Linked DNA regions of Mus musculus: all the other regions are linked to region 5. A link is a contact called in public promoter capture Hi-C data. All regions are on one chromosome and are shown on one strand. The core of a region is the stretch at or near the end of the contact, and the rest is flanking DNA. Distances in the headings are between cores, read along the strand shown.

Region 1 (4,807 bases), core at 1,593-4,092, 1.1 Mb before region 5:
CAACTTGAGTCATCGGCTCAACTCCTTTAAAGGAGTTTGCCTTTTGCAAGTATGATTTCAAAGTACTAAATTATTAAAAAGTACACACACTCAAGTATGTCACCAATCACTTTTAATTTGCTGGCAACTGCAAAACACTGCTTTGTTTCACTATGTTAGATTTTGAGAAGGCCACAGAAATAGGTTTCAGTCACTGCTATCCAAACAGCTTGGTGGTGAGAAGCTAATGGCTCAACAGAACTGTTGGCCAGGGCTAAGACTAGATGTTAAAGTGATTACGGACCATGACCCTGGATTCGATTCCTGGTAACTCCCCATCATACACAGATCACTGTTTACCACTAACCTTTGTCAAAATTTTCTCTGCATTGACTAGTGAAGTAAGTCTACTGATGAAGCTGCTACCTGAGAGTGACTAAAGAGACAACTCGGTGATTAAGAGCACCGGCTGCTCTCCAAAGGACTAAGGTTTGGTTCCCAGCACCCACATGTGGCTTACAACCATCAAGGGACCTGATGCTCACTTTTGGTTTCCAAGGGCAGTAGGCATGCATGTGGTACAGGGACATGGACAGACGGACACACAGACACACGGACACATGGACACACAGACACACACATACATCATCCATATACATAATTTTTTAGTTAAAGAAGAGAGTAAGTAAAAGTCACAACTGTCATTTCAAAATCCTGAAGATACATTAGGAACTTTTTGCTAGGAGGAGAACAGAATATACAGCATTGTTTCTTCCTTTGACATTTTTTTCCTATATATTATCACATACTTCTGTTTTTGCTTTGTTTTTTAATATTTCTGTGTTTTTAATTTATGTATTTGTTTAATGTATGAATGTTCTGTCTGCATGTACACCTGCATGCCAGAAGAGGGCATCAGATCCCTTTATAGATGGTTGTAAGCCACCATGTGCGATTGCTGGAAATTAAACTCAGGACTTCCGGAAGAGCAGCTGAGCCATCTCACCAGCCCGTTGTTTTGTTTTTTTGAGACAGGGTCTCTCTACATAGCACTGGCTGTCCTGGAATTCACTATAGACCAGACTGACCTTGAATTCACAGAGCTCCCTGGCCTCTGCCTTCTGAATGATCGACCACACCCGGCCAGACTTCTGCCTTTTGAAACGTAAAATGTACAGTATTAGCAGTTCCAGGTGTCAAGTTTTAAGTCTTATGGGGGTTCTGGATGTAGTTCAGTTAAAGTGTTGCTTATCTAGCATGCATGAGACCCTGGTTCAGTTGTCAGCGCTGCAAAAAACAGATATTGTGGTGCACACCTGTAATCCCCCGCATTCCCCAATCAGACCTTGATCAGAAGTTCCAGGACCTCCCAGCTACAAAGAAAGCTTGCAGACCACCTGGGCTATTGTATAGGATCCCCCACCCCATTCTCATTGTTTATTTATGATAGACTAGTTCATTCATTATCATAATAAAGTACTGTGAAGTTTTTGTATTTTAGAGACAGGCTTTCTATTTTTAAAGAGGTATTTATTACTTATTTGTGTGTGTCTATGTGCCCATGAGTATAGGTACCTGTGGAGGCCAAAAGAGAGCATCAAACCCCCTGGAGCTGGAGTTACAAGTAGTTGTGAGCTACTCGATGTGGGTGCTCAGAATTGTACTTGGGTTCTCTGGAAGCTTAACCACTAAAGGCAACTCTCCGAACTGCCACCAACCCAGCCTTTTTAAGACAGGGTCTCACAATTGACTCCTCCTTCACTAGAATTCACTATGGAGATGAGGCTGGCCTGGAACTCACAGAGATCTGCCTACCATTGCCTCCCAAGGGGTGTACCACCATGTTTGACACCTGGACAGTCTATTTTTGTGTATGTTCATATTTGGGGGGAGGGGGGCCTTCGCTGGATGAGGCTGTACGAAAGACACAGGCATGGAGGCAAGTTTGTGTCAAACATATACACATGTATATGTATATACACATATATACACATATACGCAAGTAGGCCGGAGGTTGACATTGGGTGTCTTCCTCAATTGCTCTCCCACTCTTCCTTCCCTACCCCCACACTCCTCAAGGTCTTACTTTGTAGCTCTGGCTGTCCTGGAACCCACTTGTAGGCCAGGCTGGCCTTAAATCCACAGAGATCTTCCTGCCTTTTCCTCTGCTTCTTGAGTGCTGTGATTAAGGTGTGAACCACAACACCCAGCCACTTTATTTTTTGGAAACAAGAGTCTCTTACTAGACCAGGAGCTCACCAACCGGCTACACAGGCCGGCCAGCAAGCCCCAGATATCCACCTGCCTTCACCTCCCCCAGCACTGGGTTTACACCGGCCACTGGGAATCCTAACTCAACTTCAGGTCTTCATGCTTTTATGGCAACCACTTAAGCGACCAAGTCGCCTTTCCAGCATTATCCCACCACCACCTTCCCCTACTTTGATAGCAGATCTTTTATAGCCCAGGCTGGCCTCGAATTCAAGATCCTTCTGCCTCAGTCGCTTTTCTAAGAAAATACTTCCCTGTAGTCTTGGGTTGGTGGGCATTATTGCAGTGAGACCTCCATAGCCTTAGGTGGCGCTGCGAGCAATGCTTATACCTCCCCTAACACTCATTCTCTTAGCAATGGCGGGTGATGAGTGGGCCTCTCTTTGCAAGGGTGTCTATTTTGAAGCCTGATTGCAACTAGAAATGAATGTCCGTTCGCAGCCGGCCAGATCTCTGACTTCACGGAGAGTTATAAAAAACAACGACATGTTTTTTTACCTTGTTGCATGATCTCGAGAGGCGGAAGCTGCATAAAAGACACAGCGTGGCGGTGAATTTGAGCCAAGCCTCAGGCGGAGATGCGGGCAGCCCTAGGGCGGGCGGGGTCCTCGGCTAGAAGCGAGCCGGCGGCCTGTGGAGGGGACTGACTGAGCAGCGCACCCGGGACCCTGGAGGTGCGGTAGAGCAAGCGGGCCCTGAGCTGACAGATCCAGGGCTTGGCCAGGACTGTGGACGAGTGGATCGGCGAGTGCAGGGCGCAGCCATGATCACTTCAGCCGGTGAGTGCTGCCGGGAGCAGGCGCCCCAGTGAGGAGCCGCCGCCGCGCCGGCGTTTAGCTGAGTCAGGGCGGGTGACTGGGCACCTCCGGGTCGAGCGCCGGCCTGCGAGGCCCCTCTGCCCGAGGCCCACCTCGGGGATCGAGGGCTGGGAAACTGGCCAGGTCACTGCAGGCCCCTGGGGTTCGTAGGAATAGGACCAGGTAGCCACCCGGCCGTCCCTCTCCAGCCACACCCCCGTTCCAGGACCAGACCGGGCTCCTAGGCGGTCGCTGGACCTTTATTCTCTGTCCGCTTCTTGGTCGAGTGACCCCCCAATCCTTCCCCGCAGGTGTTTCGGTTTGGGATGGGCCCCGGTGTCATCGTAAGCATCTTATAGCAGGTCCTGGCCTGGCAGCCTAACTGCTACACTAAGTGCTTCTGGCTTGTGCATGAGATATCTTCTCCTGGAAGTCCGAAATTAGGTTTGAGGTGGCTGGGTTTTTGGTGCTACCGTATTCACCTAAGAACCTCGTTCAGTGAAGGCAGCATTGACTGGAGAGCCACCTTACTGTGTGTGTTTAGATCCTCAGGACTGCAAAGCAGGTTTCGCACACTTGTATGGTAGATACTTGTAATGGCTTTTGAAATGGGAAGGTGTGGAGGGAGATGAACTTCTACATGGAGATTTTTCAAGCCCACTACAGACTTGAACTGCGTATAGCTGTTCCCAGTCTCGATGCTTTCTCAGCCCTGGCTGCTTGCGTACCCTTGCTTGGTTGTTATTCCTATTCTGTACTTGTTCTACAAGTATTTGATTTTGAACAAACGGGTTCTCAGTAGACAGTATGCTGTACGGTGGGGAGGGTCTCACTGTGTAGCTCTAGCTGTCCTCGAACTCACTGTGTAGACCAAGCTGACCTCAAACTCACAGAGATCTCCTGCCCCTGCTTCCTAAATACTAGGATTAAAAATGTGTAGTGTACTACTACACTCTGTGCTGGTTATTTTTAAACACGTGAAGAAGTGTTTGGACTTGAAGTTAGACTTTTGTCCTGATAGAGACAGATGATTGCAATGAATTTTAGTTCCCATCAAAAGAAGCATTTTCTTTTCTTTTTTCCAATTAGCTCTGGAGGAAAATACTAGATTTTTTGCCACTTGTAAGAATAGGCTTAGGCCCCGCCATTACCACTGGTCTTCAAAGTGGTGGCTTCACTGATCATAGTTGTGTGGGTGCTTAATAGAATACTGTTAGGGTGGACGCAGAGATAGCCACCTCATTTGGAATGTGGTCCAGGCCACCTTTGTCTCTTGCCTAGGCTATGAGCCTCAAGACTTTTCTTTTTTTTTCCCCAATACTTTGTCTAAGCTCATTCCTCTAGTTCCAAATTTGCTTTGGGAACTTTGTGTAGCATTTCTCATTCCCATTACATCGTAAACATGCTATACTTTTTGTTCGGCCTCTCTCCTACTTAAGAGTTCTTGTACATTCTGTTCCTACTCTAGCCTTTTCTCTCACGAGGTGTTGTAAATCTCCAGTGTTCATCTCGACTTTATCCCTCTATTAGAAACACTAACTGGCATCACAGTTCTGTAATGACCATGTTAACTTGTCTTAATCTGTTACACTGAACTCCAGAGTAGAATTTTGGTCAGGAGACCTGCTTCCATAATTCTAAGGACACTGCCGAGTGTGTGGCAGATGTTAAACAGTGTGCCTTGAATGAAGACATCAGTCCCCTGAGTTTTTAGAGCTGACTGAAAGAGGACTTGGTAGGAATAGACAGAAAAATCAACC
Region 2 (4,976 bases), core at 1,789-4,288, 1.2 Mb after region 5:
GATTGTCTATGCTAACATCTGGAGCAGTTCTGGTCTTGAGACCCTGAGCTTAATTTAGTGTTCTTTCTTGCAGTTGTATTTGAGGCAGCCTCATGAGAAGCCGGTGCTCCGTGTAACCTGTACATGGCTGTCTTTCTTGTACAGGTTTCTCTCCTTCTCTTGATGCTTATGTGTAAATTCTATATTTAAGTCAACCTCAGCTTTGTTTCATAAAAGGAATAATGCTTAACCTATTTTAGAAAACCAAGAATATAGGGCTTATTAAGAAACAGTAATCCTTGCCTACCACATGTTAACCGGGAGCTGAAGTCACCACTCATGACTTTTGAGAAAAAAAAAAAAACAACTTTGTTTGTTTTTCCTTCTGCTTTTTATTTTCATATTTCAAATGGCAGGCTTCTGCTATTTCTTGACCTTCCAGATCTTTGTTGCCTGATTGCAGAGAGGGAGAACTTGGCTCTTCCCTGTCCCACCCCCAATCTCACCTCTGCACAGCTAAATTTCTTCGGGTCTTCATCCTCCCAGGACATCCACTTTACAATTTTTCCCAAATGTACCATGGCCGTGATGTGTGGTCTGTGATCCTGGCTACACTGTCCACAGAATGGTACATGTCCTTTTGTGGCTGTCACTAGGACCCTGTGACTCACATTTGCTTGTCTATTGTCTTAGGGTTCTAGTGCTGGGAAGAGACACATGACCACAGCATATACTGTACCGGGAAGCATTTAATTGCGGCTTGTTTACAGTTCCAGAGGTTTAGTCCATTTTCATCATGCCGAGGAGCATGGTGGTACCCGGGCAGACATGGAGCTAAGAGATAGCTGAGAGTTCTACATCCAAAACTGTAGGCAGCAGGAAGAGAGAAAGAGAGACACTGGGACAGGCTTGGGCTTTTGAAACCCCAAAGCCCACCTTCAATGTGGACACCAGAACCTCGGAACAGTGTTCACAGGGAGGTAAAATGATGTGGCTTCGGTGTAAACAAACAGCAGGAAGCTTTCTCAAAATCTTCACTTTCTTAGAAACCAAATTGCCTATGGTCCATCAGAATTGGAACAGAGGCAGGGGCACTGTGGAGGCACAAAGCTGTCCCTGTCAAGGGGACCAGAAGCAGAAGGAGCTAAAAAGGAAGTATTCCTTGGGGGTCCACCACCTTTGAGACACTTCCTTTGTGCAGGCCCTGCCTCCCAAAACAAATAGCATCACCAAGGGTCTATGGCAGTGGGACGGAGTGGTGGGGTGGGGAGCCGCATTTCATATTCAAGCCATAACACTCACAGGGGCAAAGTTCCCTGGCTGAGAATCTCTGTTCTGTATGTATTCTCATTTCTCAGGCATGGGTGTGGATCTGAATCACATGGAGAGAGAGGGAGAGGAGGAGGAGAGGGGGAGAGGAAGAGGAAGGGGGAGAGAGAAAGAGAGGTGGGAGAAGGGTTTGTCAAATAAAGGCAACTGGTCCTCTCTCTGGAGTCTCTGTTGGGTCCTTCTGGGTGGGTCTGGAAGGTACACATTTTCAGTGAAAGTCCTAGGTGGTGCTGAAGCTATCTGGGGTCTTTGCATGATGCCTATTCTGATGGCACCACTGACGTTTCCAGAACCCAGAAATACTGAGATGAGGACAGAAAGCAGACTCTTAGTGACGGAGCTCAGTTTAGCAATCGTGATGCTATAAGAAATCAGAAGGCAGCTGTGAAGTTCGTGGTTTAGGGATCAGTTGAAGATTCCATTTTTACATTTGTTCTAAATTTAGTGATCCCACCCCAGTGCAAATAATATGATGGGGAGGATGAGAAAGAGGAAATGACCTTGGAAAGTAATGCATCTTCATTTACGATGCAGCCATAGCCCATCGGTTCTTGCTCAGTGTGTTCCCAGGTACTCCTGTTAAATGGTCTGTGATGTACTTTATATAAATTTCCAGGGACTGTGTGCAGGGCTATACAATGCTTCACTTACTGCCACCCAATTTTGAATACTTTGACCGAGTATTTGGGGGCTGGAATAGCAGAAAATCACTGGGATGATGGAGGCACACATTTCTGCAAACCGGAGGAAGAACAAGAAATCACCATAGCATGAGCGTGACTGGATGGCTTATATTTAATCTTCTGGGTTTACAAGACATGATGGAATTCTGCAGGGGCATTTTAAAAGTCATTGCTTTCTAGCTTCCATCAGAGCCCACCCTGCACGCCTGGTGCTAACACTTAATTATAGCCAAGAGAATCTGAGAAATGCAGTGGTCCCCCCCTCCCTCACCCCAGCAAACGTCAAGCAAAATCAATAGCTCAGTGCTGGCAACAGGATGCTGTTGTTCCCTTCATCTCCTCCGCTCATCTGCAATTGCTTTTATTACTGCAGTTCATTTAATGAGTCCAGAGCGTTTGGAGCCAGATGGTGACATTAGTTCAATCTGGAAGACTCTAATGGAATTGAGTTCAAACCAGGTTAAAAGTAACGGAATTACAAATTCCAGTGGTCATTGTCTTGTGGTATTACGCTCTGGGTACTTGTTATACACCAGAAGTTAGCGCCAGCTTCAAATGAAAGACCTGAAAGACAGTTGAGTGAGACCTGGTGCACTCATACACTCACTCATCCGCTGCATGCTTCATTACTCTCCCTATCACAAACACGGCCATTGTGGTTTCTGAACCATGGCCTCTGTAGTGGAGGTGGCAGGCAGAGCTAAGCCAACAGGAAAATCACTCCGCGTGAGTGCAGTCTCTAGGAAGGGAGGACTCTGGCATTGAGAGGTGGAGGGTGAAGGATTTTGAGGACCTGGGAAAGGACTAGATGCACAAGCTTTAAAGTCACCGTTTTGTTGAGTCCACAATTATGTCCCCTCCCCCAAAGAACAAAATGCAAAGAGAGAAGATAAACATTATACAGGGAGACCCAAGCCTCTCTGAATGTCTCCTGCTGTGGGATAAAGTCCCTCGGAGAGGTCCAAACTTCAAAAGTGGCCTCAGTCTGGAATTTTTCCACAGGAAAAGTCAGCAGTAAATATTGACACCGGAATCAATCATCTCTACTGAGGTTCCAGATTGCTCCAGCCAGCCAGGGCAGCTAGGTCACAGGTGACAAGAATAAGACAGCCACCCTCTGAAAGAGCTGTCATCCAGAAGCCTGGAGAGAGGCCGTCTCCCTGACTCTGGGTCGCCATCCTCTCAGTATGGAGCAGGCAATGCTGAAGACGCTGGCTTTGTTGGTGCTGGGCATGCACTACTGGTGTGCCACAGGTAAAGGACACATGCCACCGCTGGCCACCTGCCCTAGGTGATCACAGCCCTCTCGGTGCCTCATCTCTCTCTCACTGTGGCCTGTGTGTTTGCTGTCTAGGTTTCCCGGTGTACGACTACGACCCTTCCTCTCTGCAGGAAGCTCTCAGTGCCTCAGTGGCAAAGGTGAACTCGCAGTCCCTGAGTCCTTACCTGTTTCGGGCGACCCGGAGCTCCTTGAAGAGAGTAAGTGAATGGAGATACCTCCCTGAGCCATTTTTTTACCACCCCCGCCCCCGTCTTGACTTCACCTACTTTGTTGAGTAGATTATTCTTCTGTTTACAATGATCACAGTCTGTCCTCTTCCATGCTGACTTTTTGGACTGAGAAGAGATTTAATTACATTTTGTTGTTGTTGTTGTCCCGAGGCTGTCAAAGCTTCCTGGGACATCTGATTCTTCCCTCTGTGTTTTCCCTCTGACCTCGGCTTTTCTCTGTGTGTGTCCTGGTTTGGGGTGAAGATCCCAGAAGTCCTTGTGATGCTGTTTGATTGGGAGGTGCTGCCTAATGAGAAAGAGACTCTCTCCCCACTCAGCATTGGGCTACCAGTGTTTATAGGAAAGAAACGCTGGCTTCTGAGTCCATGAAACCCACCCACTCTGGTGGACTTGATAGTGCTGTTTCCCGATCACCTAGAGAACTTGGGAAAGAGACATTATCTCGGGCTTGCTGTGACTCACTGTGGCCAAAGTGAGGGGGAAGCAGAACAGGATCATAGAGAGGCCTTTCTCCTTCCTGCTCCCTGAGGAGTCTCTCTGTCTTCTTATAGGCTTAACTGGGCTAACAGGGAGGTAGGGACAGACATGAAGAAGAAATAGGACTGACAAGCTCATGGAGACATGAGTAGAGCCTTGTGGTCAGCAGCCACTACCTCCACACAGAGGCCACATGGCCGCTCCTACTGGCTGCTCCCTTTTCCACCCTATTCTAGGCTACCACCTCTTACTTACACTCAGCTACTCCTCTCATACTCAGCTGCTCCTCTCACACTCAGCTGCTCCTCTGCTCCTCAACAGCATACACACTTCATTCTCCCAGCTCAACTGCATGTAAAACATGTCCCTTTGGTCCCCTTTTGCAGACACTGGTTCCAAGTTTTCTTTCTCCCAAATGCAAAGCAAATTTCATTGCTTTGGTTGCCTTTTCTAGCTGGATAACTGGGTTGTGAAGGTGTAGACTGAGCTAGAGTGAGCTGCCAGCCCCACCCAGCACCTGACTGTCAGGGTTCACACTGAGCACGCTGGTGGGGAGGCACTTAGAGGCAGGTGTAGGCAGCTGCTAGCCAAAGGTCAAGCTGCTTCTAGAAGAAAGCCTCATCAGAATGACGCTGCCTCTCCCTCCCACCCTGCTCATGCCAGCACCTAGGCCACATTCCGTTGGCACCGAATGCAATCTTCTTAGAATGTTGTAGAACCCATAGCTCCTTGCCAAACTTGCAGATCTATAGTTTACATCATTTTTAATTTAGCCATTGCTCACTACAGAACGAAACAGTTCATTGAATAGGAGCACAAGGACAGATTCAGAGAGAAGTAACCTGGGACACTGTGGACAGGTAACCAGTGAGCCACGGCCGACACAACATAATCTGACATGTGGCCATCTTGGTATAGTCATATGGGCCTGATCCCGGGCACCTAAAGATTAGCCACTCACAGATGTGATCCTAGCAGATGCTTAGTGTGGCACTT
Region 3 (4,723 bases), core at 1,215-3,714, 1.1 Mb after region 5:
ACAATTGAAGAAGCAATCTGAAATGCTCGCATTTCCGCTTAAAACGCTTTGATGGGAAACCAAAGCGAAGGAAGCGAAAGGCAAGCAAGCGTTCAGAGCAATCCAGGCATTGGCAGCGCCGTCAGTCAGTTTGGTGAAGGAGAAAGTTTTTAAAAAAACCAAGATTGGACAAACTTGTCACTAATGGCAGTCTCTCCTACCCAGAAGGCAGCAGGTCACCCAATTCCACCATGTACCTGAGGGGCTAACACAGCTCATATTCCAAATACATACTGTTCTTAAGTTATATATTTGGGAGGTAGGGGGAGACACGTAGCATACATTTAACCTCATCTTGGGAGTCAGTGCTTTCCTAGGGCGATCTAGAAGCCCAGGACAGAGAAGCCCACGTACAGAGAACTCTGGAGCTTGAAGGAGCGCATCAGCCCCGTCACCCCCCAGCTAGCAGAACCAGTGAGGTACACTCAGTCCTTCTAAATCCCTCAAGGAAAACACAAGTTACTTAGAAAAATGGTGGGTCTGGAGATTTCAGATTATATTATTATAACAGAAACAGAAAAAATAAATTACACAGCACCCTCTATGCTCCAGGTTTTAGCAAGGACACACCGTTTCGTATTTGCAACCCGTGTGGCATGTAACTCCCATACCCTCTTAAAAGCCCACAGGACAGACTTACCATGTCCACTGTACAGACAGATATGCGAAGAGGAAAGTTCAGATGACTAACCCAGCTCTCTGCTCATGAAGTGGAACCAGCATGTGAATTCTGGGAGGTCTGATAGCACTGACCACTGTGGGACATGACCTTTCCAGAGGACACTGATGCTCAACTACAACGGCTAAGTCAAATCAAGGCTTTGCTGAATGGCCCTCTCCGTGGAATTCTACATTTAATCGCATAAAGTGCTAATGTTGCATGTTTGAAACTGAACTCTACAATACGTGCTAAGTGCATGCCCAGGTGAACTGTCAACACACACAAATGATTCCCTCCTGTTCTCTGCAGTTAGCTCTCTGCTCCAGTCTCCACCTTAAATCTGGACTTCAGTCTACTGCATGTTAGGAAAGGCCGCGCCAAAAACGTGTCTCTCAGAACAATCAACAAGATGAGGGATTCATGGCAAGCTTGCTAGGACATAGATTTGTTAACCGACAACTGCAGCCCTAGGTGTCTATGTGTTGGCCAGACCTCAGGGAGGGCTCTTATACCAACTTGTATAGTCTCAAACTCTTCAGCAACTTCACTGTTCTCATATAACTGACATCAGTTATATATCACTGACAGAATATATCATTGAAGACAGATGGGCAGTCCAAAATACTCCAGACACTGCCTACCCCTTCACAAACAGCCGCAAGAGCACAGAAAAGCCAAGAGTCAGACAGCACACTTATGGATTCCTATATTGCTGTGTCCTGATCCCATCCAGAGAAAAGCAACCTCTTTGTAGAATTAGTTCAGTTTCTGCTTATTTAAAATGCTTACCCAACACGTGCCCTGAACAGCCAATAAGACAAAAGACAGACTGCACTTGTAGACCCCTGGCAGACTGTGATCCGAAATCCGATTTTATCAATAAATTCAGACAAACATCAGGGATGGGTCTTAGGGAAGGATACGACCTCATCAAATAACAAACTTATCCCAGTTAGAGAACCGATGAGGTTTAAGGTAGTAAGTACACTCACAACATTAAATAAAATGCGTCAGAGGTGGCAGATAATGGGGACTGTCCAAAACAGATGGGTCTACATTTATACAGCAAAGCCCATGAGAGCGGAGCAGTCCTGGGTGCTGTTCCAATGGCCTGACAGGTACTCTGGTGATGTTATACACAACCATACGGCTTACCCATGATTGTCAACATCCTTATTTTACAGAGTCACTTGTACCGCTAATCAATTAGCTCGAACTTCCATGCCAGGCATTTTAAAAAACCAGGCTGCACTGTGTCTCCAGGCATTTCTTTCAGAGAAATTAAATTGGAAATCAGCAACTCAGGGATTCAAGGTCCCTAGGAGCAAGGGGGACAAATGCAGCATTGCAAATTCTAGGCCCACTGTTCTGGCCCAGTGCCAACAGGAAGGGAGGGCTTCGTACCCTGGGGCGTCTCGTAGGTTAACGTCCTCATCTCCACCAACGGGTCGTCCTCAAAGGGCTGGTTGTACTGCGGGGAAGGGAGAGCTGGTCAGACTCCGGGGCGCTGGATCCCCGCCCACCGCGCCCTGCCCGCCTCGGCCGCCGTCCCAGCCTACCTTCGCTATCAGCCGCTTCATTAACGTCTGGAAGCGGCTACTGCTTTCCTTAAGCTGCTGATGCAGCCTGCGGTCCTGCCGACCCATAGACTCCATGGCGTACGTGGCTCTCTGCCCGGCACTGCACCCGCCCAAGCCCGTCCACAGATCAAACGTGGCGCCCCGCGCGCTAATAGGGTCTTTCAAAAGTATTTACGCAACCGATCCTGCCCGCGTTTCCGGCCGCCGCTCCCAGGGAGCACTTCCGGTGGAAACGAGAAGGGGAGGGACGAGAGGGAGGGTCCGCCGGAGCGGGTGGAACATGCGCATTACTTCATGCGGCACTCCCGCGTCCCCTAGAGGCTTCTGGGTGAGTTGCCTGTCAAGGCTCCTTCCTGGATCTACCAATTTCCCAGCTCTTGGGAAGGCTTGGGGAAAGCCAGATCCAAATAACGGTCCTGAAAGGAGTCTGGAAAGCCAGTGTTCAAAAACAAGACGCGTGTAAATGTGCTGAACGATATTATAAACGTGACAGAATCTGTGATTTTTATCCTAGGGTTTTAAAATAAACTTTCTCTCCCATTTCTGATTATAGGCTGTTTCTTGATTGTTATCTTGTTCCTTGAGGGGGTAGGTAATTTGGTGTCCATTTTATGAGGGCATTTACTTCGATTAACATTTTAGAACATTTTCAGAATTTTTGGGAGGGGTTGTCTTCTGGCAGAGCTGGGGGATTGAACCCCACTAGTTGGTTTTACTGTGACTTCATAACAGCTACATTTGTTTGCGGGTATTAACGTGATTATCACGATATGGGAATTAATGGAATCATTACTGAGTATCAGGAAGTCCCTTGAGGTGCCTCTCTACTTCTCAGCCTGCCCCCATAATCTTTTCATGCTGTCCCATTGAAACTGAGGGAGGGAAGAAGAGCTTCCAGGCTCATAGACTGTGGATGCCCACGCAATGTATTTGCAACAAGCGCGGAAGTCTCTTTCAAGATCCTGGGCTTCTGGGAGGGCCGTCGGTCGTCCGACTCTCCTGGGATTGGATGGCGGTTGCCTCATCCAATCTGTCCCTACCCCAGTATGAACCTGTTGCCTGTGGGGATGTGAGAAGGTGTTGCTTCAGAACGTTGGTGGTGGCGTCAACTAGATATGCTGTTCTGTCTCCTGAGCACCTCCAAGCCTTCCCCATCCTGATGGCTGAACTTCTCTGCACTGCAAGCTTAAAGTAAAACTTTCCTTCCTTATTTTGCTTTTTGCTAGGTGTTTTCTCACATTAACAAGAAAATATCCGAGACTCTGTCAATTTACAGATAATTTTGACTTCACATAGATCATTCACGACTACTGTGTTAGAAAGAGGCATTAATAGCTCATCAAAGTATGTTTAGTCAAATAGGCGGAGAAGGTTTCAGAATACTGATTGTCATTGAGAAAAATCAATTAAAGCATTTACATATACAAAACAGAACAGGTAATTTGGCCCAAATACTTATGAAAGTTAAGAGGGACCAAATTAAGTATTAAATAATAATAAATATAATATTGTAATAATAAATCTTACCAAGGGTTAATGATAAGAACATTTAGTAAGAAAGCCCTTCAGGGAAAAGGACAAAGGTCAGAAATTGTCAACAAGAGAGGAGGTGCAATGGGCAGTGCTCTGTCTCAAAACTAAGTTAAGGATGAGCAAGAACAAGGTCTGAGGGCGGACATAGGAAGGTGCCACATTTAAACCTATTGCTTTGTAAGTTAACTTACGAAAGTTAAAAGGGACCAAACTAAATAGTCATGTCCAGTCTAGGAGGTTAGCATAATTAACAACAGCCACAAATATTAACTATCAGGGTGAGCGTGAGGAAATGGATCTCTAACCCTTCAGGAGAGCCTTTGTTATGCAATGTTTCCAGAGGAAAGTGCAGCATGGTGTAAAATGGGCTTTCAAAAAACACACCGTACTTTGATGCCATGGGTCAACATTTTGAAACCTAAGCAATGAAAGACCTTGGCAGGAATTTAGCCTGGGGGTGTTTACAAATCTCTAACCACAGTATTTAGTATTGTGAGTGTGCTGGGGATGAGAGTGGGGGTGTGGGAGTGTGTGAGGTTCCATTAAGTTTTGAAGAACTGCATTCATTGACATTTAGAATGACAGGACAGAGAGGTCTCAAATGGAGTTTCTAAACATGTTTTGTACCGGTACTTTAAAAGTGTCTGTGTTGTGGCTGGAGATATGACTCAGCACTTAAGACCCGCACAGCTCTTGCATAGGACCCAAGTCTGGTTTCCAGTACCTTTGTCAGGATGTTCACAAAAAGCCACAACTCCAGCTCTGGGGGACACGTTCTGACCCCAATCGGCACCCACACTCACATGTAGAAACCCCCTATACAAATTAAATATAAGAAATCTTTGAAAATGTATATTGTTAAAGAAATGTTAGAGGCTACAAATGGTCAAGGTCTGAGTGCAAAAAATGT
Region 4 (5,227 bases), core at 2,713-5,212, 1.1 Mb before region 5:
GCATAGCCCACTCCTTGAGAAAAAGAGGTTTAACTATAAACAGGAGTGAACCTAGTTTGTCTTTACTGTAAGATGGCTTTTAAACCTAAGATGGAAGCAGGCTTGTTCTTTGGATTCCAGCCTGGGGATGGTTTAATTTTCTCAGGCTTTGCATGGGGAAGAACATGACTGTAGACTTCCCTGGGTGCCATCTTACAATGGCATTCATGATCACACTTCAGTAGAAAAATCCCTAGGAAGAATGTTAACTGACTCGATTTGGACTTGTTCGAACAGGTCACATGCTCATTCTCAACCAATTACTGTGGCTAAAGGGATGGAGTAAATTTAACCCCAGTGAGCACTGAGTCTGCTCATCTCTGTGGTCAGGAAGGGGGATGAGTTGGGCGTGTTCCTGTTCTGAAACAAGTCAGTCCCGGAGTTTGAGAGCTGGTGCAAGGTACCCTGTGACAGAATGCGGCAGAGCGATCCAGTTGTACAGAGTTCAGCTTACTGGAGATTTACTGAAAGAAGGAATTGCAGCAAGCCCAGGCAGAGCCCTACAATCCAGGTCAACTGATGGTGCTTCATACAGCGGTCAGGACCAAAGTGACCTCATTCGAGCTGGAATGTACCTGGTTTATCTCAAGCCAGTATCAAAGAGCCAGACATATTCCTGGCACCAGGGTCCAGTCCTCCAGGTCTACATACATACCACTCTCGTGATTTGACTATTTATGGCATGCTGAGAAACTATTTGTGGGAAACCAACCAGGATTACTCAAGGGTAACCACGACAGCTATAACTCAACCTGGTTGCTGCCAGATTACACGGAATCTCTAGTTGCCAACCTGGAGAGGGATGCTTCACACAGTGAGCAGATCCCAGCAGTCAGGCAGACACATCTAGAAGCGATGAACTCTGGAGGGTTCCATGTGGTTTTGCTTCTGTGTGTATGTGTGTGCGGTCTATGTGTGTGTGTACATGTACTTGCAGATGAATGTGGAGGCCAAAGGCAGACATAAAAACAGCTTTGATCGGTTTTTGTTTGTTTGTTTGAGGCAAGGTCTTTCGGTGAACTTGGAATTGATCAATTTGATTAGGCTGGCTGGCCAAAGAGCTTGTCTTAGTTTGGGTTTTACTGCTGTGAACAGACACCATGACCAAGGCAACTCTTATAAAGGATATTTAATTGGGAATTGGGGCTGGCTGACAGGTTCACAGGTTCAGTGCATTATCATCAAGGTGGGAACATGGAAGCATCCAGGCAGGCATGGTGCAGGAGGAGCTGAGAGTTCTACATCTTCATCTTAAGACTGCTAGCAGAAGACTGACTTCCAGGCAGCTAGGGTGAGGGTGAGGGTCTTATAGCCCACACCCACAGTGACATACCTACTCCAACAAGGCCACACCTTCTAATTGTGCCACTCCCTGGGCCAAGCATATACAAACCATCACAGAGCTCTAGGGCCATTTCTACTCTGCCTCCTTCCCCCCGTGACTCTAGCACTGGGGATACAGAGGCACGCTAGCAGACCCGGATTCTCTGTGGGTGATGGGGAACTGATCAGAGCCTCACTCTCATACAGCAGCCAGTTTGTCAGCTGAGCCATCTTTCTGCTCCCTGGAGGTGTTTTTGCTGGTCAGAGCTCAGAGGCACAAAGGCTTGGGTTAGGCTTGCTCTCCCCAGCTCTGTGAGTTCTGAGGACCCTCCTCCCTTTTTAGACATTTAAAAATTATTATTAAACATTTATTTGTTGCCGGGCAGTGGTGGCACACACCTTTAATCCCAGCACTTGGGAGGCAGAGGCAGGCGGATTTCTGAGTTCGAGGCCAGCCTGGTCTAGAGAGTGAGTTTCACAAAAGCCAGGGCTACACAGAGAACCCCTGTCTCAACCAACCAACCAACAAAATATTTACATTCATTTATCTTTGTGTGTCCTTGTCTGTTTGTGTACCATGCTTGTGCAGTGCTTGTGGTGCCCAGAAGAGGGCATCAGCTTCCCAGAAACTGGAGTGACAGTGAGCCATCAGAAAGTTATGAGAATGGAATCTGGGTCCTCTGGAAGCTTTTAACAACTGAGTCATCTCTCTATCCCTAAATTTTATTTTATTTATATACTAGTATGTTCATTTGGCTTGCATGTCTGTTTTCATACCTAGTGCATGCAGTACCCTTGGAGGCCAGAAGAAGGTATCAGATATCCTGAAACTTTAAGTGCAGATGGTTGTAAGCTTCGATGTAGGTGCTGGAAATCGAACCCTTGTCCTCCGGAAGTGCTCTTAACAAGCTATCTCTTTAGCCCCAGAGGGCTCTACATCATGTAGTCCATTCTGTCAAAGACACAACCTGGACAGTTAAGAAGATCACACACACACACACACACACACACACACACACACCCCACACTCCCGCCGCCACCCCAAGTGATTGCAATAGGGAGAGTCATGGCTCCATCTAAGACCTGCTTAGAGGAAGGGTGGGATGATTTTTGGTTGGGATGCTTTAACCCTCAAGTAGAAGACCCAGAAATGTTTATTCCTGACTGGTTTCAGGGAGTGAGTTTTGTTTCTAAATTTTACTAATCAACTAGGAGACACAGAATGGGTGTTGCCATGGGTAAACAAGAGGACCAGCTGCTAGCTGGGAATTGAGTTGCATGGGATTCATGAGGAAGAGTGGACAGTTTTATGGGTCCTTCCCAGAACACAAAAGATGAGTTATTTGGGGAAACAAGGGTGTTGACTGCAGCAGTTTTGCAGGTGCACAGAATTCTGGAAAAGCACAACAGTGTTCACCTATAAAACACAGAGCCCGCCTGTTATTCATCCTGGAGACACAGGAATCAATCAGAGCACCTATGTGACTCACTTAGAATGATGCTGGGCACAAATATGGCGTATTCAGCAAATAAAAATTATCCGAAATGTAAATAAAATTGGCTGTTCTATATTTCATCTGATAACACTTGGCACACAGTTAACTGAGAATACTTCTAGGGGAAATTATTTTCAAGCTATATTACCTGGACAGGACATAGGACATAGTACTCTCTTCCTAAATATAGCCTTAGTTAGAAGACATCCTAACTCAAAGAGCATTGACAGAGCAGAGAGCTCAGGAGACAGGGCCTCTGCCCATCCTAGAGCAGCTGCTTCTTCTTTCTTCCTCCTCCTCCTCCTTTTTCCTCTTCCTCCTCCTCCTTCTTCAAAGGCGAGGGCACCTCCCTTCTCAAGTCCTCTGGACAGCCTTGGGAGGCTCCCACCTCTTTTTTTCTGTATAGCCCTGGCTGTCCTGGAACTCACTCTGTAGACCAGGCTGGCCTTGAACTCAGAAATCCGCCTGCCTCTGCCTCCCAAGTGCTGGGATTAAAGGTGTGCGCCACCACGCCCCGCGCAGCTCCCACGTTTTGAAGGCCTGGAAAGTGGTACTATAGAGACTTCTACCACAAAGCCTCAGCACTCCGAGGGGAAGGGAAGGGTTTTCTCTGGCCTTAAGCACTGACTTTGGACCAGAGATTAAAGAGTAGTAGCTCTGAATACACGCAGGGCAGTGGGCTGGCCAGAATTCTGAGTAGTATTTAATGCACGCTCCTTTACTAAATAAATAGGCCCTGGAATCAAACTCCCTTCGTCCGGCTTGGAGGAAAGCGCCTTTAGCTCTAAGCCATCTCGCTGGCCTCCGAATCTGTTTTGTTTTACAAACCTAAATTCATACGGGAAAGACAAAAGTGTCTCTAATACTTCCCGGAAGACTCTGTCGTAGGTGAAAGTGTGGTGCTCGGATCTTACATAGGCAGATCTGAGTTATCGTTCGTCTGCAGTCTAGACTAAAGTCACCCGCACGCCACACGCCTGTACGGCCTCACTTCCGGTACTCACCACGTATGGTACCTCCCACTCTCCCTCCCAGGATGCTCCACGTCGTCTTCGCCCAGCAAGATTGGCCGAGTCGCCTCACGTGACTTCGGCTAGCGGTAGCGGTTGCCCGGGTGACGGCCGGCGAGCTGGCGGTCTGGAGGAGTGAGCGCAGAGCCCTGCAGCAGGTAAGCGCGGCCCTCCTTGCGACTGCACCCTTGACACAGCCCTGGGATCATTGCATGGAGGGCTCGCCTTGTCGGACCCGGTTCCTTCCTGGCCAGGGCCCGAGGCGGCCGCTTGAGCATCCCATTGCTTCCCCCCAGGAGCCCCCGACTCCGCTGCGCTGCGGTGGGGTGGACTTGGAGTGGCCCCGGGCCTTCTCGCTGAGCATCTGCAGCAGGATCTCGTGGCCTGGGGCATTTAGCGCTCTCTCTCTCTCTCTCTCTCTCTCTCTCTCTCTCTCTCTCTCTCTCTCTCTCTCTCTCTCTCTTTCTCTCTCTCTTTCTCCCCCGCCCCCATAGTTTATTAGTAGTCTTCCTTCCCAGCGCCCAGGACACTCTCAGACTTCACTGAATCTAAGTGGAAGCATGTTATTTGCAGGACAAATTCATCTTCTCCTTATCCAGCCAGCTGTAGGCCTGAATCTCTCGCTGATGGAGAGATGGCATCGTCACCGCATGCAAAACACTACAAACAGTTTACTTCTTTCTTCACAAGGTAGATCCTTAGCCCAGAGGTTGTTTGGTCTAAGTTAACTGAGCTAAGGAGACAGGACATCCATCCAACACAGAGGGTTCAAGGGTTGCTTTGAACTCACAAGAGATATACACTTGCTGACCAAGCCTGATGACTTGGAACGCCAGGAACCACACTTCGGAAGGAGAGGCCCAACTCCTGCACATTCTCCTGAAATATCAGCATAGATTTAATCCTAGCTCTGGAGAGACTGTGAGTTTGCCCATGAGATGGGAAACTGTGCTAGTTAGGGTTTCTCTTGCTGTGATGAAGTAGTATGACCAGGAACAGCATAGGGGAAGAAAGGGTTTATTTTGCTTAAGATTCCACATCTTTGTTCATCAAAGGAAGTGAGGCAGGACAGGATCCCGGTTGTGTGAGCCGATATGGATGCTAAGGCCATGGAGGAGTGCTGCTAACTAACTGGCTGTCATCTTATGTACATCCTTATAGCCTCCATGAACTCAGAATTCCTGGTACCCTGACACGTTGCCTTAGTCAGTGTGGTTCCTACCGTCCCCTTTCTTCAAACCATTACTCTGTTTCTAATGAGATGGTGACCTGGGATTCCCTGAATCCCTTTCCATCCAGCTCCAGGCCTGTCTGAACCAGGCTGTCTAACAGGCATCTTGGGGCTTAACGCCACACACA
Region 5 (4,952 bases), core at 1,376-3,875:
GCCACACAATGTGTTGTTGCCCTCAGGGGAACGAGGAGTGGTTGCTGGTGGGCCGAGTGCTGGACCGAGTCTGCTTCCTAGCCATGCTCTCCCTCTTCATCTGTGGCACTGCTGGCATCTTCCTCATGGCCCACTACAACCAAGTGCCTGACCTGCCGTTCCCCGGAGACCCCCGCCCCTACCTGCCTTTGCCAGACTGAGCCAACCAATCCCTCCTGGGCCCTGGAGTCAGCTATGAGGGCCATGCTGTTTGTAGAGCTGTATCCCGTGTTGATGCTGAGTGTGCTCTTGGGGAAATACCCAAGGCTTCCTGGGAGAAGATAGAGAAATAAAGAGACAGAGGGGGATTTCTGCAGTGGTTGGTGATGGGTATGGTCACATGACTTTGAGCAGTTCTGATAGGTCACTTTGAAGCCCTAAGAGCTCTGCCTTTCCTGATGTCATTGACTGGGCAAGGTTTTACCCTTTGAGGCCTGAGAAAATTTCCTCCTGCCATTTTGTAAGATTTATTTCTATTATTTCTAACTATATGTATGTATGTACGTACATATGTGTGTATGTATATATTGGGAGTGGGTTATGTGCACATGAGTGAGCATGCCTGTTGGAAGTTGGCAGAGGATGTCAGAACCCTAGAGTTGGAGTTATAGGTGGTCATGAGCAACCAGACAGTGGGTTGCTCATGTCCTCTATAAAAGCAGCAAGTGTTCTTAACCACTGAGCTGTTTTCCCAGCTCCAACATCTTCCCTATGTGAACTTTCTCTAGAAGGTTCGTAAGGGATGTGGGGAACTCTCTTAACTGCAGAGAACATGAACTGGACGTGGTGGGGCCTTTAGTCCTAGCACTAGGGAGGCAGAGACAAATCCATCTGTTTGAGGTCAGTGTACATGGTGAGATCCTGTCTCAAAAAAGGATGGGGGTGAGGGTGGAGATAGTTCAGTGGTTAGGAACACTGGCTACTTTCCCGGGGATCTGGGTTGGTTTCCAGCACCCATGTAGCATCTGTTACTCCAGTTGCAGGCGATCCAACACCCTCCTCTGGCTTTGCAAAACGCCCATGCATATAGTGCAGACATATGCACAGACAGAACACCCATATACACAAGATAGAAAAAAAAAAGCCTTTTTTTTATGGAGATAGGGGTGTGGGATCTAAGTACAGAGTCTTGGCTTTTATGAGGTCTAGAATTTTTAAAAGTGTAACCCATTTTAACTAGCAAGGTTCTTCTAGATGCCACAGCACAAATGTGTACCTTCAGCAGTACGTCCCATTCGTCTAATGTAATACTTCCTCCCACCCCCACTGATCACAAAGGATTTCTTGAGTTTTACTATCTCCCCCCCCCCCATTGTTAGAAATTCTTCACAGTATGGATAGTCAAGAGGCACTGTTCAAAATAAAATAAAATAAAATAAAATAAAAAACAAACAAAGCCAGGCAGTGGTGGCACACGCCTTTAATCCCAGCACTTGGGAGGCAGAGGCAGGTGAATTTCTGAGTTCGAGGCCAGCCTGGTCTACAGAGTGAGTTCCAGGACAGCCAGGGCTACACAGAGAAACCGTGTCTCGGAAAAAAAAAAAAAAGGCCCTGTTCACCTGACCCACATTTCACATGAGCAAGCTGGGGTCCAGAGTAAGAGGAACTCTCTAGAACACTCCTTTATAGGGTTCAAATTTCCATCTCTGATCCAATCTCAGACACTGTAAGAAAGACTCCTAGCCCTGCAAATTCCTTTCGTCCTCTCTCTTCTCAAAAGCCAGAGTACTTGCAAGGCTAGGCCCAAAGCCACTGGGCTGGGTGTGACAGGAGAGCTTCCTCAGCCTCCCTTACATGCCAGGCAATAGGATGATCCCCTGAGGTCTTCCTGAGGAGAAAAAGCGTGACCTTGCTGAGTGACCAGGGGACAACCACGGGCCAGTCCTGGGACACTTTCCTCACCTGTAAATACAGGCACGAACATCAATTTCTACCCCTCCTCTCTGGTGATTAAAAATAAACATCTAACAATGTAATATGTTCAGCAGATGGGTCAGGAAAATGCGTGCCTCATAGCTCTGGAGTTACATCACCAACTAGGGAATTTATTCCTGTGTATGTGATGTGGTTTTGGACAGTCCTTAGGAGTGTGGGGACAATGACTTCAGTTGAGGAGGCAATGATGAGTGAGACCATCTCGGTCCTCAGTAAGTTTGTCACCCTGGTTCGACTCCCCCCACCCCCCACTTCACCCAATATATAGGGAAGGTCTTAATGTATCCCAGGCTGTCCTCGAACTCACTATGTTGGTTAGGCAGGTCTGGATCTTCCTGCTGCCATTTCCCAAGAGCCAGAATTGCAAGTTTGTTTGTAGTGCTCTCTCGTCCTCTCCAAACACCAAGAGCAAAGGATCAACTGCCAGAGAATACCATTTACTAAAGGTTACTATGCCTGACATTTTCCCCCTGGAATCCACGGGGAGGTTAAAGTGGATGGCCGGCAGCCTGCGTAGACAATGCTCAGTGCAAGCAGCCACACCAAGACAGCCCCGGTCGGAACAAGCGCTGTCGTCCCGGGCCACCCGTCCGGGAAAGAGGCCCCGCCCAAGGCCTGAGCACTGACGTTCCGCTGAGCGCCTCGCCAGCCAACCGGAAGTAGCCGGGCCCTTAGCGATGGGACCCGGTAGAGCGGAAGTCACTCCGTGAGGCAGTGGCGACAGCGGCGGCAAGAGGATGAACAACAAGTTCGACGCGTGAGTGGCGCGTGGCCGACCCCGGGGCCCCTTCCCCCAACCGTCCCCCGGGACCGCTCCCGCCGGGGCCGGGCGCGCCCTCAGCCGAGCCGCTCGCTCCCGGGCCGCCGCAGCCCGAGCCTTCCTGCGCCCGCGGGCCCGACGGGGCCGGGAGAGCGCGGCCGAGGTCGCCGGGACCCCTGAGCCGCTGGACCCCGGCGCGGCACGGGCCGGGGGAGGGGAGGCCGCGCCGCCCGGAAGGAGATTTTCGGACGCCCCGCCCTGGTGGGTGCGGGCTGCCGGCGGCGTGGAGGGGCGGGACCTCAGCGCTTCGGGTGTTTCCGCAGCCTTGCTGCCTTCTCTCTGAACGCGGCTTCCCTCCCGCACTCGCTCGGCGTCCTGGGAAGGTCACCTCTCCCTTCCGAGCCTCGATTTTGTCTTCTGCAAGCGGGGACGGTAACAGAGCCCGTGTCGTAGAGTTGGGCAGCTGCGATGAGGTAATGGGGCAGCCGCGCTGAGTACTGTGGCCTCTCGAGTACGGAATGCTTTTCATCTGAGATTCTTCCTGCTTCCTCCCCGACCACCACCCTCCCTTCATCCCCCACCCCGTCCCTGTCTTTCAACTCTTAGTGGCTGCCCACCCCTGCATTCATCTCCAATTCCCGCAGCGAACAGTTGGGAAGTACAGAGAAGAAATATGTGTTGGGGTGGGGGATGGGGGGGTGAGAACATTCCCCTCCTAACGATTAAATCTTTTAGCATTTAAAAGTAATTTTCGTTTTCATCTAGCCCCACTTAAGTTAGTGTTTCACAAGAATTGTATCCCTGGGTAGATTGCAGTGCTCCCTCCTCTCTATGGTTTGTAGTGATCAAATCTGGTTTATCATTCAAAGGCCTACATTTTTAGTTTTAAGCCCACCAGCTGTTTGACAGTACAAAAGTCCTCCAGTCTGAGCCATCGATCTCACCTCTGTAGTGGTTAGGACCGGAAGGACCACATCACGCTCTGCAATACTTAGAGGTACTGTGTAAAATGCTGAGCATGAGCTGTGAAGGGAAAGTGGACTCACTGATAGGTGGTGAAGCTGCAGGTTTTCAATACAGTGAGTTCAGAGGTGCAGACTCAGGAAGTACTGGGATGGGGATTCCAGTTGTACAGCCAGCTCTTCCTTAGGTTTTCATGGTGGCTGAGTGAGCTCTGCTTCTTGAGAAAAGACCTGATGTCTTCTCCACCTTGCTTATTAGCAGAGTCCAGCAGGATAGAGATCCATTGGTCTCCTGTCATAGGCCCTGCAATACCTAGCTTCATACCTGCAGCCCTTCCTCCCTTCTTCTCCTATTGGAACAAATCAAACTGCATCCTAAGAAGATAGTTTTTAGGTTGCCTGTCTTGAATAAGGATGGTTATGTTGGCCACTGTCGTCGTCACTGTTCTGTTGCTGTTGAAGAGATGCCATGACCAGGCAACTGTTTTTTTGTTGTTGTTGTTTTTGGGGGGTGGGGGTGGGGTCTGAGACAGGGTTTCTCTGTGTAGCCCTGGCTGTCCTGGAACTCACTCTGTAGACCAGGCTGGCCTTGAACTCAGAGAAATCCGCCTGCCTCTGCCTCCCGAGTGCTGGGATTAAAGGTGTGTGTCACCACTGCCCGGCCGGGCAACTCTTATGACAAGTTTTTTCTTTTTCTTTTTTACTTATTTATTTAACTAACAAGGCCACACACCTCCTAATCCTTCCTAGCAGTTCTGCTCCCTGGTGACTAAGCATTCAAATATATGAGCCTATGGTGGTCATTCTTAGTCTAGCCACTGCAGCCACCCAGAGGCATCCCTGTGGATTTGTTTCCTAACTTTTTAGGTTAGCATAGAAAGTAGCAGGTTCTATTAGGACACCTTCATACTCAGGCCATTACTTTGTTCTCCTTCTTCCCTGCCCCCACTGGACTCGCTGTGGTCCCTCTCTAGCTCGCTTTTTTTCTTCTAGCTGTCCCCCAAGTCCCTATTGCATGTATTATATTCCTCTCTATTTCCCACTAGCTTCTTCCTAATAACTCTGCAAAAGAGATCTTGGCATGTTTTCTGATAGTTAAGGAAAATGAGGCTTTTCAAGGTTAAGTAACTAGTGCAAGATAGCCTAAAGGGCCAGCTCAGGCTCACTCTTCTACTTTGTTCAAGTGTCTTTATCAACATTTGCTGGGTGGTTTAATTGTTTATAACTATGAGCTGTTGTAAAGAGTAGGGTCTTTT

Evidence for each region. Promoter capture Hi-C pulls out the DNA fragments that hold promoters and counts their contacts.
Region 1: a contact with region 5 is called in a promoter capture Hi-C map of pre-B cells, with 7 times the contacts expected there. The contact joins the promoter of Psmd1 here to the promoter of Eif4e2 in region 5. A contact is called at or near these places in 3 of 39 promoter capture datasets (liver, neutrophils and pre-B cells), 2 of 484 Hi-C or Micro-C datasets (CD4 T cells and pre-B cells), 1 of 115 datasets of contacts at active chromatin or transcription factors (embryonic stem cells) and 1 of 9 other capture datasets (liver).
Region 2: a contact with region 5 is called in a promoter capture Hi-C map of liver, with 7 times the contacts expected there. The contact joins the promoter of Spp2 here to the promoter of Eif4e2 in region 5. A contact is called at or near these places in 3 of 39 promoter capture datasets (hippocampal neurons and liver).
Region 3: a contact with region 5 is called in a promoter capture Hi-C map of pre-B cells, with 3 times the contacts expected there. The contact joins the promoter of Hjurp here to the promoter of Eif4e2 in region 5. A contact is called at or near these places in 2 of 39 promoter capture datasets (erythroid cells and pre-B cells), 4 of 484 Hi-C or Micro-C datasets (CD4 T cells, CD8 T cells, the HPC-7 cell line and 1 more) and 1 of 115 datasets of contacts at active chromatin or transcription factors (thymic regulatory T cells).
Region 4: a contact with region 5 is called in a promoter capture Hi-C map of pre-B cells, with 10 times the contacts expected there. The contact joins the promoter of Armc9 here to the promoter of Eif4e2 in region 5. A contact is called at or near these places in 2 of 39 promoter capture datasets (liver and pre-B cells), 2 of 484 Hi-C or Micro-C datasets (CD4 T cells and pre-B cells) and 2 of 9 other capture datasets (liver and macrophages).

Annotation. Positions count from the first base shown.
Region 1 is chr1:86,061,777-86,066,583 of GRCm38.p6, forward strand. It overlaps Psmd1 (proteasome (prosome, macropain) 26S subunit, non-ATPase, 1), which reads left to right and starts at 2,843. Exons shown (of 25, transcript NM_027357.2): 1 at 2,843-3,029. The coding sequence starts at 3,014.
Region 2 is chr1:88,403,972-88,408,947 of GRCm38.p6, forward strand. It overlaps Spp2 (secreted phosphoprotein 2), which reads left to right and starts at 3,039. Exons shown (of 8, transcript NM_029269.3): 1 at 3,039-3,245; 2 at 3,346-3,470. The coding sequence starts at 3,179.
Region 3 is chr1:88,275,115-88,279,837 of GRCm38.p6, forward strand. It overlaps Hjurp (Holliday junction recognition protein), which reads right to left and starts at 2,465. Exons shown (of 8, transcript NM_198652.2): 1 at 2,260-2,465; 2 at 2,105-2,171. The coding sequence starts at 2,355.
Region 4 is chr1:86,150,818-86,156,044 of GRCm38.p6, forward strand. Armc9 (armadillo repeat containing 9) reads left to right here and starts at 3,963. Exons shown (of 25, transcript NM_030184.2): 1 at 3,963-4,026.
Region 5 is chr1:87,211,289-87,216,240 of GRCm38.p6, forward strand. Eif4e2 (eukaryotic translation initiation factor 4E member 2) reads left to right here and starts at 2,626. Exons shown (of 7, transcript NM_001039170.1): 1 at 2,626-2,731. The coding sequence starts at 2,712. Chrng (cholinergic receptor, nicotinic, gamma polypeptide) reads left to right here. Exons shown (of 12, transcript NM_009604.3): 12 at 27-547. The coding sequence ends at 200.